Regions from separate parts of the Mus musculus genome. Here region 1 is linked to region 2. A link is a contact called in public Hi-C data. All regions are on one chromosome and are shown on one strand. Each heading gives the region's core, a stretch centred on a gene start, on an enhancer-like site or on the middle of the called end of the contact. The rest is flanking DNA. Distances are from core to core; before and after follow the strand shown.

Region 1 (5,510 bases), core at 909-3,408, 410 kb after region 2:
TCTTCAGGTTCCATATCCCCAACGTAGTGAGTCACAGTTAAGGTCACCCTCGTTAATTCCTGGCCACCTACCTCCCTACTCAAGGTCTCTATATTGTCCCATGAACATTTTTAAAGTGCTTCTCCACCACTAGAGATTCCTCTGTTGAGGATTCTCTGATTAGGTCGGTACCCCATTTTTAATTGGGTTATTTGGGTTGTTGGTGTCTACCTTCTTGAGTTCTTTGTAGCATTTGGATTTTAGCCCTCTGTCAGATGTTGGGTTGGTGAAGATGCTTTCCCAGTCTGTAGGCTGCCGATTTGTTCTTTTGACAGTGTCCTTTGCCTTACAGAAGCTTTGCAGAGTCATTAAGACCCATTTATCAATTGTTGATCTTCTGTTTAAGAAATTGTCTCCTGTACCAATGCATTCAAGGGTATTTCCCACTTTCTTCTCTGAGATTTAGTGCATCTAGTTTTATGTTGATATCCTTGATCCACTTGGACTCGAGTTTTGTGCAGGGATCTATTTTCATTCTTCTACATGCAAACATCCAGTTAGATCAGCACCATTTGTTGAAGATTCTTTCTTTTTCTATTGTATGGTTTCGGCTTCTTTCTCAAAAATCAAGTGTCCGTATGTCTGTGGGTTTATTTCTGGGTCTTTAATCCATTGATTGACTTGTCTCTTTTTATCCGTACCATGCAGTTTTTATCACTATTGCACTGTAGTACATCTTGAGGTCAGGGATGGTGATTCCTCTCAAAGTTCTTTTATTGTTTAAAAATATTTTGGCTATACTATGCTTTTTGTTTTTCCAAATGAAGCTTAGAATTGCTCTTTCAAGGTCTAAGGAATTTTGATGGGGATTGCACTGAATCTGTAAATTGCTTTTAGTAAGATGGCCATTTTCACTATGCTAATCCTAGCAATCCATGAGTATGAAAGATCTTTCTATCTTATGATATCTTCCTCAATTTCTTTCTTCAGAGACTTGAAGTTCTTGTCATACAGATCTTTCACTTGCTTGGTTAGAGTTACACCAAGATATTTTATATTCTTTATGGCCATTGTAAAGTGTGTTGTTTCTCTAATTTCTTTCTCTATGGGCCAAGCATTTTCAAACCACCACAGGTTTTAAGATCAACTTTCTTCAAGATTTTATTAATTTTCCATAGCAGACATAACTGTATAAGAAAAAACAAAAAACAAAAAACAAAAAAAAAAAAAAAAAAACCAACCAAACAAGGGAGAACAAATCTGAAAAAGAAAACCTTATAGTTGTTTTCCCCACAGTTTGAGTTTCTCTTGTAGAAGAAAGAGTAGGCAGGTGAGAAAAAGTATGCAAATAAAAGTCAAACAAAACCACATGTTTAATTAGTATTGTATGAATGAAAGTAGAAGAGCAGAGAATGGCATCATCTGAGACCATAAGAACTTTGTCCAAACAAAATGAGCAAAGTCTCACAAAGAAAAATGCCTCATTATTAAATACACAGAATATCCTTAAAATTATTTCTCACGGGTACTCTCAGTTATATGGAAAACAACAGTAATAAATTCCAGCTCAGAAAATCAAAGCAGCTTAAGCACAAAGACATAGTTATCGCCTAGAAAATTATCGCCTTGAATTTAAGCTCCCTACAGACAGAAGAAAAGGATGAGGGGGAGGCTGCACCCATGGGAATCTCAACAACACAGAACTAAAAGATATATGTACACACACGTATGTGTGTGTGCTAGAGAAAAAAGAAGATTCATGAATTTGAGAGAGGATATGTAAATATATTGCACATGTTAAACTTCTAAAGTTAATTTAATAAAAAAAAAATCTACAACTACCTTGGGAATTTCTTTGCAACTCTTAAAATGTGAGCCTACAATTGAAAATTTCCACATTATAAATTATAGGCAGTGAAAGAACATCAAATAGAGAAAAACTGGTTTTTAAGAGGGTGATAAACTTTGAGGGGGATGAGAATTAGCACAGTGTCTTTAGAAAGGAGTTTGGCAATCACTACTAAATTTAGAAGTAAACCTTTCCTAAGACCCAGAAACTCCACTTCCGGTAGGCACGTGCCCAAGAAAAACACATCGCATCTGCATCAAGAGACACATAAATGAATGCTAATTAAAGCGCTATTTGTAAGAGCCCGACTTCAGAAACAACCCAGATGCCTACAGACATTTATAGAGGGAGGGAATGCATTGTGGTATACTCAGACAAAGGGAGAGTCCCCAGCACTGAGCGAGGGAACAAGCTGTTCGGATGTGGAATAATTTAGACAGGCCTCGTCGGTATAATAGTAAATAAAAGATTGCACACACAGAATAACACATCCTTTGTTATTCAAGTAAAGGAGAGCCATGTACAAGCACAACTGAGCTTCTGGGGCAGAATCCACGTAGGGGAAGGACTGCTGAGGCTCCAGAAGAATGACTGATGCCAGCAAATCAGGGGTGATTTTTGTATGATGTTATTGATCTCCACACTCAGGGTTAGTTTGGGAGTTTGTTTTACTTTTCATTTTCTCTGTCTTCACTTTACAATAACAAAAGGCTTTTGACTGTTTTGTGGCTCCTTTTATGAGAACTAGAGTAAATAGGGGAAGGTGGTGCTTCTGAGACACAAAATTAAAGATGTCAGGTACAGAATTGGGAGTGGGCACATGAATGACAGGGCTACACATGCTACACTCATGGATGGGCTAGTTATAAACTTTATGAGAAAAATACAAGACAGATGATAACAGTTGTGACACAGTATTATGGGGCTGCTAAAACAGGCCCCTGGGGGCTTTGAACACCCTAAAGGATGGAACTAGAACAGCACCCCGTGATGGGAAGCCAATCACAACAGTGGGCTCAGTTATCTCTCCCCAGAAGCAAGCCTCCCATTAAAACTAGCTAAAAGACCCACAGTATTCTGGGTTAAAATCCAAGGGGCCCTGCCTCATAGGGTTCCACAGCCAGCTCTGTAGGAGCACTACACAGAGAAAGCCACCTCTAACCCTGTCACAGTCCCTCTGTGCCTACAGCTTTCTGAGCCTTTCCAGCCCAGGCTTCCATAGTTCCTACTGCCTGTCTGTCAGCAGGAACCCTGCTCCACACTCACTGTGTGAGGTGCTGTGTCTCACCTGGCTCAGCCAAAAAGGTATTCAGGTTCCTCACAGACACAACATGGTCACTTGTCCGTTAACATTTAAATTATGTGAGATTAAGGACAAATGATGAAGTCTCTCCAAATAATGACTACAAAGACAGGAAGAATCAAAACTTACTCAGATCATGTTTTAAAAAAGTAGAGTGTAGCTTTCAGCATGCACCGGGGCAGTGATGGCCTGCTGAAGCCACAAATGAAGCAGAGACATTTTCTAAAACCAAGAATGCCACAACACTTCACTGTGTGTAGTAATCGTAAACCAGTATGAACACTGGCAGGCACAGGCTCCTGCTTACACAGTCCTCCTCTTTGCTCCTGTTTTCAATCACACATTTAGGTACATAGAGTATCACAGATGTATTCAGAGGCAGGGTGGGAGTAGCTGGGGCATTTAGGGGTTTTTTGTTTGTTTGTTTGTTTGGTTGGTTGGTTGGTTTTGGTGGGTTTTTTGTTTGTTTTTGTTTTTCGAGACAGGGTTACTCTGTGTAGCCCTGGCTGTCCTGGAACTCACTCTGTAGACCAGGCTGGCCTCGAACTCAGAAATCCACCTGCTTCTTGCCTCCCAAGTGCTGGGATTAAATGCGTGCGCCACCACCACCTGGCTAGTTTTTATTATTTAATAGATATAATATTTGTCCTTACTTCTGGGCTGTCTGGTACTATGTATAAATTCATCAGGCGCATCTAGTGTATGATGATCTAAGGAACATAACTGGTATCTCCATAGCCTGGAGTGTTGCCATTTCTGCCAGTAATTTGAATGAGTAACTTGTTCTAGATTGAAGTTGTCCTGCTGTGCAAAACATCAGAACTTTGCTACTGTTTTAGGAGCCTGCTCTGCTCCCTCTCTGATCTCCTTTCTTTTCTACTGACCTGTATGCTGCTCTCTTCTATACCATTCATTAACAGCTTTCACATCCAAAGAGTGATACCTTGTGTATTTCTTTTTCCCTTGGCTTATTTCACTTAACATACTGTCCTCTAGTATGTTCCCATAACTGGTAGGATTTCATCTTTATTCTTTTTTTTTATTTTTAATTAGGTATTTTCCTCATTTACAATTCCAATGCTATCCCAAAAGTCCTCCATAACCCCCCCCCCTACTCCTCTACCCTCCCACTCCCACTTCTGGTGTTCCCCTGTACTGGGGCATATAAAGTTAGCAATACCAAGGGGCCTCTCTTCCCAATGATGGCCGGTTAGGCCATCTTCTGATACATATGCAGCTAGAGACAGGAGCTCCCGGGAGGTACTGGTTAGTTCATATTGTTGTTCCACCTATAGGGTTGCAGATCCCTTTAGCTCCTTGGGTACTTTCTCTAGCTCCTCAATTAGGGGTCATGTGATCCATCCAATAGCTGGACCTGGAGGCATCATCCTGAGTGAGGTAACCCAATCACAAAAGAACTCATGATATGCACTCACTGATAAGTGGATATTAGCCCAGAAACTTAGAATACCCAAGATATAAGATACAATTTGTGAAACACATGAAACTCAAGAAGAACGAAGACCAAAGTGTGGACACTTTGCCCCTTCTTAGATTTGGGAACAAAACACCCATGGAAGGAGTTACAGAGACAAAGATTGGAGCTGAGACAAAAGGATGGACCATTTAGAGACTGCCATATCCGGGGATCCATCCCATAATCAGCCTCCAAATACTGACACCATTGCATACACTAGCAAGATTTTGCTGAAAGGACCCTGATATAGCTGTCTCTTGTGAGGCTATTCTTGGGTCTAGCAAACACAAAAGTGGATGCTAATCTTTATTTTTTATGCTCATATGATACTCATTTGAGTACTCATACCATATTCTTATTTGATTGATCCATTAATGAACATCTTGGCTATGTTTGTAGCTTGATTATGGCAGAAAGTTTATACTCAGCATAAGTGTGAAGATCATTAATTTCAATTTCTTCAAATAATATATACCCAGTGGTAGGTCTGCCAGTCACTCTATTTTTTTTAATTATTTTGACCCTCCAGACCCTTTCCCATGTGTTCCATATCCACACGCACAGTCATACCTGTAGTATGTGTGAGGTCCAGTAAGACATTTAAATGTTTTTGTTTGTGTGTATGTTTCTGTATGAAGCATCAGATTCCTAGTACAAGTTACAGGAGGAGTTGCAAGTGATTGTGAGCTTCCTGACCTGTGTGCTGGAAACTGGAGTTGTGTCTTCTATAGGATCAGCAAATGCTTTTAACTATTGAGCCATCTCTCCAGCACAGTGCACATGTCTGCATGTCTGCATGTCTGCATGTCTGTATGTCTATATGTTGTGCATGTGTGCTTGTATATATGTGTGTGTGTGCATCTCTATGTGTGTGTCTATGTACATATTAGTATGAGCTTGCA
Region 2 (5,649 bases), core at 1,323-3,822:
AAAAGTGTCAGCTTGTTTATGCCCTGCAGCTGAAAGCCCATAATTAATTCTTTGAAGAAGTAGTCAAGTTTTTCAGAATTAAACCTATCCATCTGGGGTTATAGGTCAAGACTATGAGTGAAGTAATCTTGAAACTTTTAAAAAGTTCAGTGGGCAGGGAAGGAGGAGGAAGGGGAGGAGTAAGATTATACGACCTCCTAGTAACCTAAAGGATAAGACATAGATGGACAGAAGGGAGCAATGTGCTCAGAAACGAAGGGCTCAAGCTAACCTGCTTTTTCTCAGAGTTTCAAAGAGCAATGGAGGAGAGAGATGTCTTTCGAGTGGTGCTGATGGGAGAGTTGAATGTCCATTTGGGGAAGAAAATACCAGAGACATTTTACTTATTTTACAAATGAAACACAGTATATATATATATATATATATATACTACTCTGCAAAGTAATCTATGGGTTTCTTGTAGGCAAGTACGTACAGTTCCTACGTGACCTAGCATGTTCATGCCTGCCAAAAGGAAAACTATACATACAGAATTCTACACATAAATTCTTCATAGCTCTAATCATAGCTTCCCAAGCAACCCAGTTGTCTTACAGTAACATACTGGGTTAACTAATTATGGAGCATTCATACAACATAGTGGTGCTCAGCAATGAAAAGAGGTATGGTGTAATTTACACAATAAAATGATTGATAAATTTTGAGTGTGAAGTTAAAGAACACAGGCTAAGATTTATTGTATGATTCTATACACATGACTCCTTAAAAACAATAAAAGAAACAAAAATTACAAGCAGCTGTCAGAGTTTGGGTGGAGACGAAGAATTACGAAATCAAGACTGCCCATGGCAAGTTCTGGGGTGATGGTTATGTTCTACCTGGTATTCTGATGTGGCATTAAAAAATAGTAGATTAAAACCCACAGAATACATGACCATAGAGTATAAACTTTATTGCATCCAAAACACAAACCTTACTGGATGGAATAGGAAATAAAGGATCATATAAGTCTTAGACTTCTCCTGTTCTTACCTGTAAAATTACTAACTGTGTTACTTTGTTTTCTATTGCTGTGACAAAAGCTATAACCAAAAGCAGCTTGAAGATAGAAGTCAGAGCCTTGCATGTACCTTGCCCAGCCCTTCCTCACTCTTTCCCAATAGTTTTTTTGTGTCTCATGATGCATAGGATGCAAGTAGGATACTTAAGGGTGAATGGACTGACCCATATGTGATCTAACTGGGGACTCCAGGATTAAGTTCAGAACATGAAGCCACAGAGTCAGCTTGTGCACACGATCTACATCAGCAGTGTGTTCCATAAGACAGAAGTCTTCCTTCAGAAGCAACACATGCTGAAACCATTCTCTCTTACCTCCCCTGGTGGAAAGCAGAAACTGCATTTTCTCATGTACAACTCTTGTTCTAATGCGTGACATTGAACGTGGACTAACTTAACAGGTCAGAGAGATATACTCTGTTCATTTTTAATGGTCCTAAATGGCTCAGTCTCTGCTACCTCTCCCACAGAGGATGGATAGAGTCTCAGGGAGTGATTTCATGGTGTCTGTCCAGGCTGATGATACACTGCAAGTGAGGAGTGTGTTTTGGGCCAATCTTTTCATTCCCTCAAAGGAAGCCACATCAAAATTTCAAGCCAGTCAACCTATGTTGCCTCTGAAAGTGAAGCTTGTGTTTGCTGTGCAGAGAGCTATCTTATAAGCTTCCATCAGAAGGGTTTTTAGAAGACACACAACAGAACAGTGTTGAATCTTCACAGTTCCTGCAACTAACCATTGATGGTGAATCTACTTGCTTTGACATCTCTCAATATATCATAGTCTACTTACATCATAGAAACTGGGATTTTTGAGTTGTAATTTGAGAATCTTATTTTTAATGCTTAGTTAGAAAAAGTCTCTTTTAAATACAGCCTCTACATACAAATGTAATAAATAAATACGCATTTATGTGATAATAACTACCAATTCACAAAAGAGAGCTTATTCTTTCATGTGTCCAGTGATATTCGGAAGGACAGCTGCTTCCTTTTACTTTTATTAGTTTTAGCTCTTGGGAAATAAACACCCTCATAGAAGCAGGGCCTGGGGGTTGGATAGGGGGTTTGTGCAGGGGAAACCAGGAAGGGGAATAACATTTGAAATGTAAATAAATAAAATAACCAATAAAAATTAAAAACAAGCAAGCAAACAAACAGAAGAGAAATAAAAACTTCCAAATGAAAGTTTGGTGTGAGATTCTTGGTCTTTCTTATCTTAGTATATGAAATATTTGCATGTGGATCACTTCCAGACAATATATTTCTTTTGTCTTTGCAAGGATACTTGCAAAACCTTAACTTCAATAAGAAAAAACAAAACAAACAAAACCCCCAACACCTTTACTTTCAGTTCTTTCTGTGTGCCTGTTAGTCCCCCACAGGTTTCAACAAAGCCTCAAGTAATTGTAGTGTTGATTGACAAATATCCCATGAGGACTAGCTAAGCTCCCCACCCTGCCAGCCCTGAGTCTGGCTGTGGTGATGAGTTACTCAGAAACACAGCATATGGGCTTTAGCAGTTCTTAGGATTTCCCTGAGGGAACTTTGAGAGCAGGTGAACTAGTAGGGTGTGACAGTTCTGTCAGCACAGGTGACTCAGCATTAAATCACCTGCCCTGACGTAATCCCCTGACTTCTGAGAGGTCCCTAAATTATTCATGCCTCTAAGCAAGCAATTCCAGGAGATACTCCTGACCTAACATGTCAGCAGGATACATGACTATCAAGACCCTGTGTTCTGTTTGTAGGTTTTTGGGAGTGCATGATGTGAAAAAGAGTCTTCTGGACATGAATTTGTTTTTGTTTTGTTTTGTTTGTTTGTTTGTTTTTTTCTTTTTAAATTACTCTTTGGAGCATCATTTAGAGAAGAAAAACCTCTAACCAATTATCATGCATAACAAACACTAAATTGGTATCCCCAATGGAATGGGCACAAAGGGTCAGATAATGAATCATGCATAGGGAACAGAAGGGAAGAAAGTAAGATCAGGTCCAGTGGGATGAGAACATTCACCCTTGGCTCCCCTGTCGCTGAGTGAACACTTGGTGGCACTCTGGGGAGGTTTAGGAGATTCATGAAGCCTTCCAGAAGGAAGGATATAACTAAGGGTAGGCTTTGAGAGTTTAATGACTCTGCCCTACTTTCAGTTTCCCTCTCCATCTCCTCTCTCCCCTCCCCCTCCTTCTCCCTCTGCTTAAGCCACATGCCTGTGGTTTAATATGCGAGCTCTCAAACATCTGCCCCAGCCACCAAGACTGGTCCTTGTTACCTTCCCTGAGCTCCACCATCATGGTGTTCTAGAACTCTAAACTCTTTCTCAAGTTGTCCTTGATCCTGGTGTTTTATTAAAGCACAAGGAAAGGAACTAATACAGCACGGAGCTAGAACTGTATTTGATTATTTAGGAAAGGGCATTTTAATACCTACTTAACATTTTAAGTAGATATGAGGAATTAAGGAGGTTACTGAAATCAATAGAGAAGCAACATACTAAAAATTCTAAGAGGCTTCTTGGGGAGATTCAGGTCACCATGACAATCTGGAATGGGCCTTATTTATTTATCTATTTATTTATTTATTATATGTAAGTACACTGTAGTTGTCTTCAGACACACCAGAAGAGAGCCTCAGATCTTGTTACGGATGGTTGTGAGCCACCATGTGGTTGCTGGGACTTGAACACTGGACCTTTGGAAGAGCAGTCGGGTACTCTTACCCACTGAGCCATCTCACCAGCCCCCTGGAATGGGCCTCTTAGTGGAGGACTCAGTAGTCTTTTTTAACTCTTCCCAAAGATCCCTGTCTCTTGATTATCATTCATCCCCTGGAGCTTGCTTCCCAATGACTTATATAGTCAACTAAAGTACACAAAAAGCCATAGAATGCACATGATGTTTCTGTCTTGCTCAAGACTCTCTTTTGTCTTCTTAGTTCGTAATTTGCTGAAGCAACTGCTGTCCTAGAGGAGCCAGCATCCCACAATGTAGTCAAGGGCCATCAGAAATGAATTTTAGAACAAGTATGGTACCTGGGCAGCAGAGCCTCCTCTAAAAAGCCCTTTCATAACACCAACTCTGCTGATGTTGAGTAGGTGTTGGGTAGGTAGTTTACAATCCATGTGGACTGTGGACTGAGCCTATGCTAAGACACAAGCAACTTCCCAGAGGGAAGGATTTCCTGTGTTAAGAAGGAAAAACCATAGATTGAGATGAAATGTTCTCCACATACAGAGGGCTTGGTTAAAATGTATTTAACTTCTTAAGGCTCCACAGTATTCAGATAATACTACTGTCCTTTTCTACTTGATTTGTGCATGGATTTGCTATTAGCAATATAATAGGTAGAAAAAAGTGGTGGGGCTGAATAGATTAGACAGATTAATCTATAATAAAGTTCTTATGTGTGTGAGGGACAAGCGAGCTTAGATTATTCATAGGCAATGAAGTAAAAGCACAGGCTATTTTATTTTTTACTGTTGTGTTTTATTTGTCATATTTACATATTTGTACCATTTATACTATAATATTGTAATGTATGCATATGGTATGGGATGTTTGAGTCAAGATGATTAACAGGTCAATTACCTTGCTTTGGTACTGAGTCCTGGTACTATCTCTCTGATAGTGGCTGTGTGTGTCTGCCAGAGATGAACAGGCTGTGAGCCTTTCCTTCAGAAATAGACTTGTGAATGAGAAGAAAACCAAAGACAGGGAAGAGAGTCATCACTGGGATGAAGAGTTAAGCTGTTGCTTATCCTAAAAACCAGTGTGCTGAGTGTGAGGAAAATACAAAGGACTGCTGGTAAGTGAAGTGATTACCTGCTTGGCCGTGTGCAAGTAAATGAGATAGCCCTTGGGTCATGTCAGGAACTAAATTCTCAAGACCACACCATCAGTTTTCATATTTTTCTACTCAGTTTTGTGATGAATGTTATAACAGGAAAAAAAATATGAGAAAATACACCTCCCCTGAAATTACATGCTCAAATTAACCAGACTCACAGACTATCCAACTCAGTGAACTTCTTTCTGTATGGTTCAAATAGCCATTTGGAACAAAAACTGCATGACTTTACATTGGATTTATACTTTCATTTTCATTTTTTGTTTTGTTTTAAAATTTTATTACTTATTTAATTTTATTTTTTATTTGTTCACCTTTACATTCTACTCACTGCTCCCTCCTGGTTACCCCTCCCACATTTATTTCTCTCACCAACACCCTGGCTCCTTCTCCTCTTAGCAGGTACCATCCCCCATCCCACCACCCTGGCATATAAAGTCTCTGTGAAGCTAGACACATCCTTTCCCACTGAGGCCAGACAGGGCAGTCCATATCCCATATATAGGCAACAGCTATTGGAATAGCCTCTGCTCCAGCTGTTCAGGACCCACATGGAGACAAAGCAGCAATCTTCTACATATGTTTAGGGAGGCCTAGGTCCAGCCTGAGTATATTCTTTGGTAGGTGATTCAGTCTCTGAGAGCTCCAAGAGTCCAGGTTAGTTGAAGCTGTTTGACTTCCTGTGGAGTTCCTAACCCCTTCAGGGCCCACAGTCCTTTCTCTTATTCTTGCATAAGAGTCCCCAA

The links. A called contact is a pair of places that touch in the nucleus more often than the background predicts.
Region 1: a Hi-C map of uterus shows a contact between it and region 2, with 2.5 times the contacts expected there. The contact joins two enhancer-like sites. A contact is called at or near these places in 2 of 484 Hi-C or Micro-C datasets (embryonic stem cells and uterus).

Annotation. Positions count from the first base shown.
Region 1 is chr11:7,973,948-7,979,457 of GRCm38.p6, forward strand. No RefSeq gene overlaps it. Among named protein-coding and RNA genes, the nearest start is that of Gm27393, 90 kb to the left of the region's middle. Within about 2 kb of position 2,159, at least 8 of the 459 cell types and tissues checked have an H3K27ac peak or open chromatin away from gene starts, as enhancers often do. A contact at or near this core is called in uterus, where this site is marked.
Region 2 is chr11:7,559,034-7,564,682 of GRCm38.p6, forward strand. No RefSeq gene overlaps it. Among named protein-coding and RNA genes, the nearest start is that of Gm36720, 130 kb to the left of the region's middle. Within about 2 kb of position 2,573, at least 17 of the 459 cell types and tissues checked have an H3K27ac peak or open chromatin away from gene starts, as enhancers often do. A contact at or near this core is called in uterus, where this site is marked.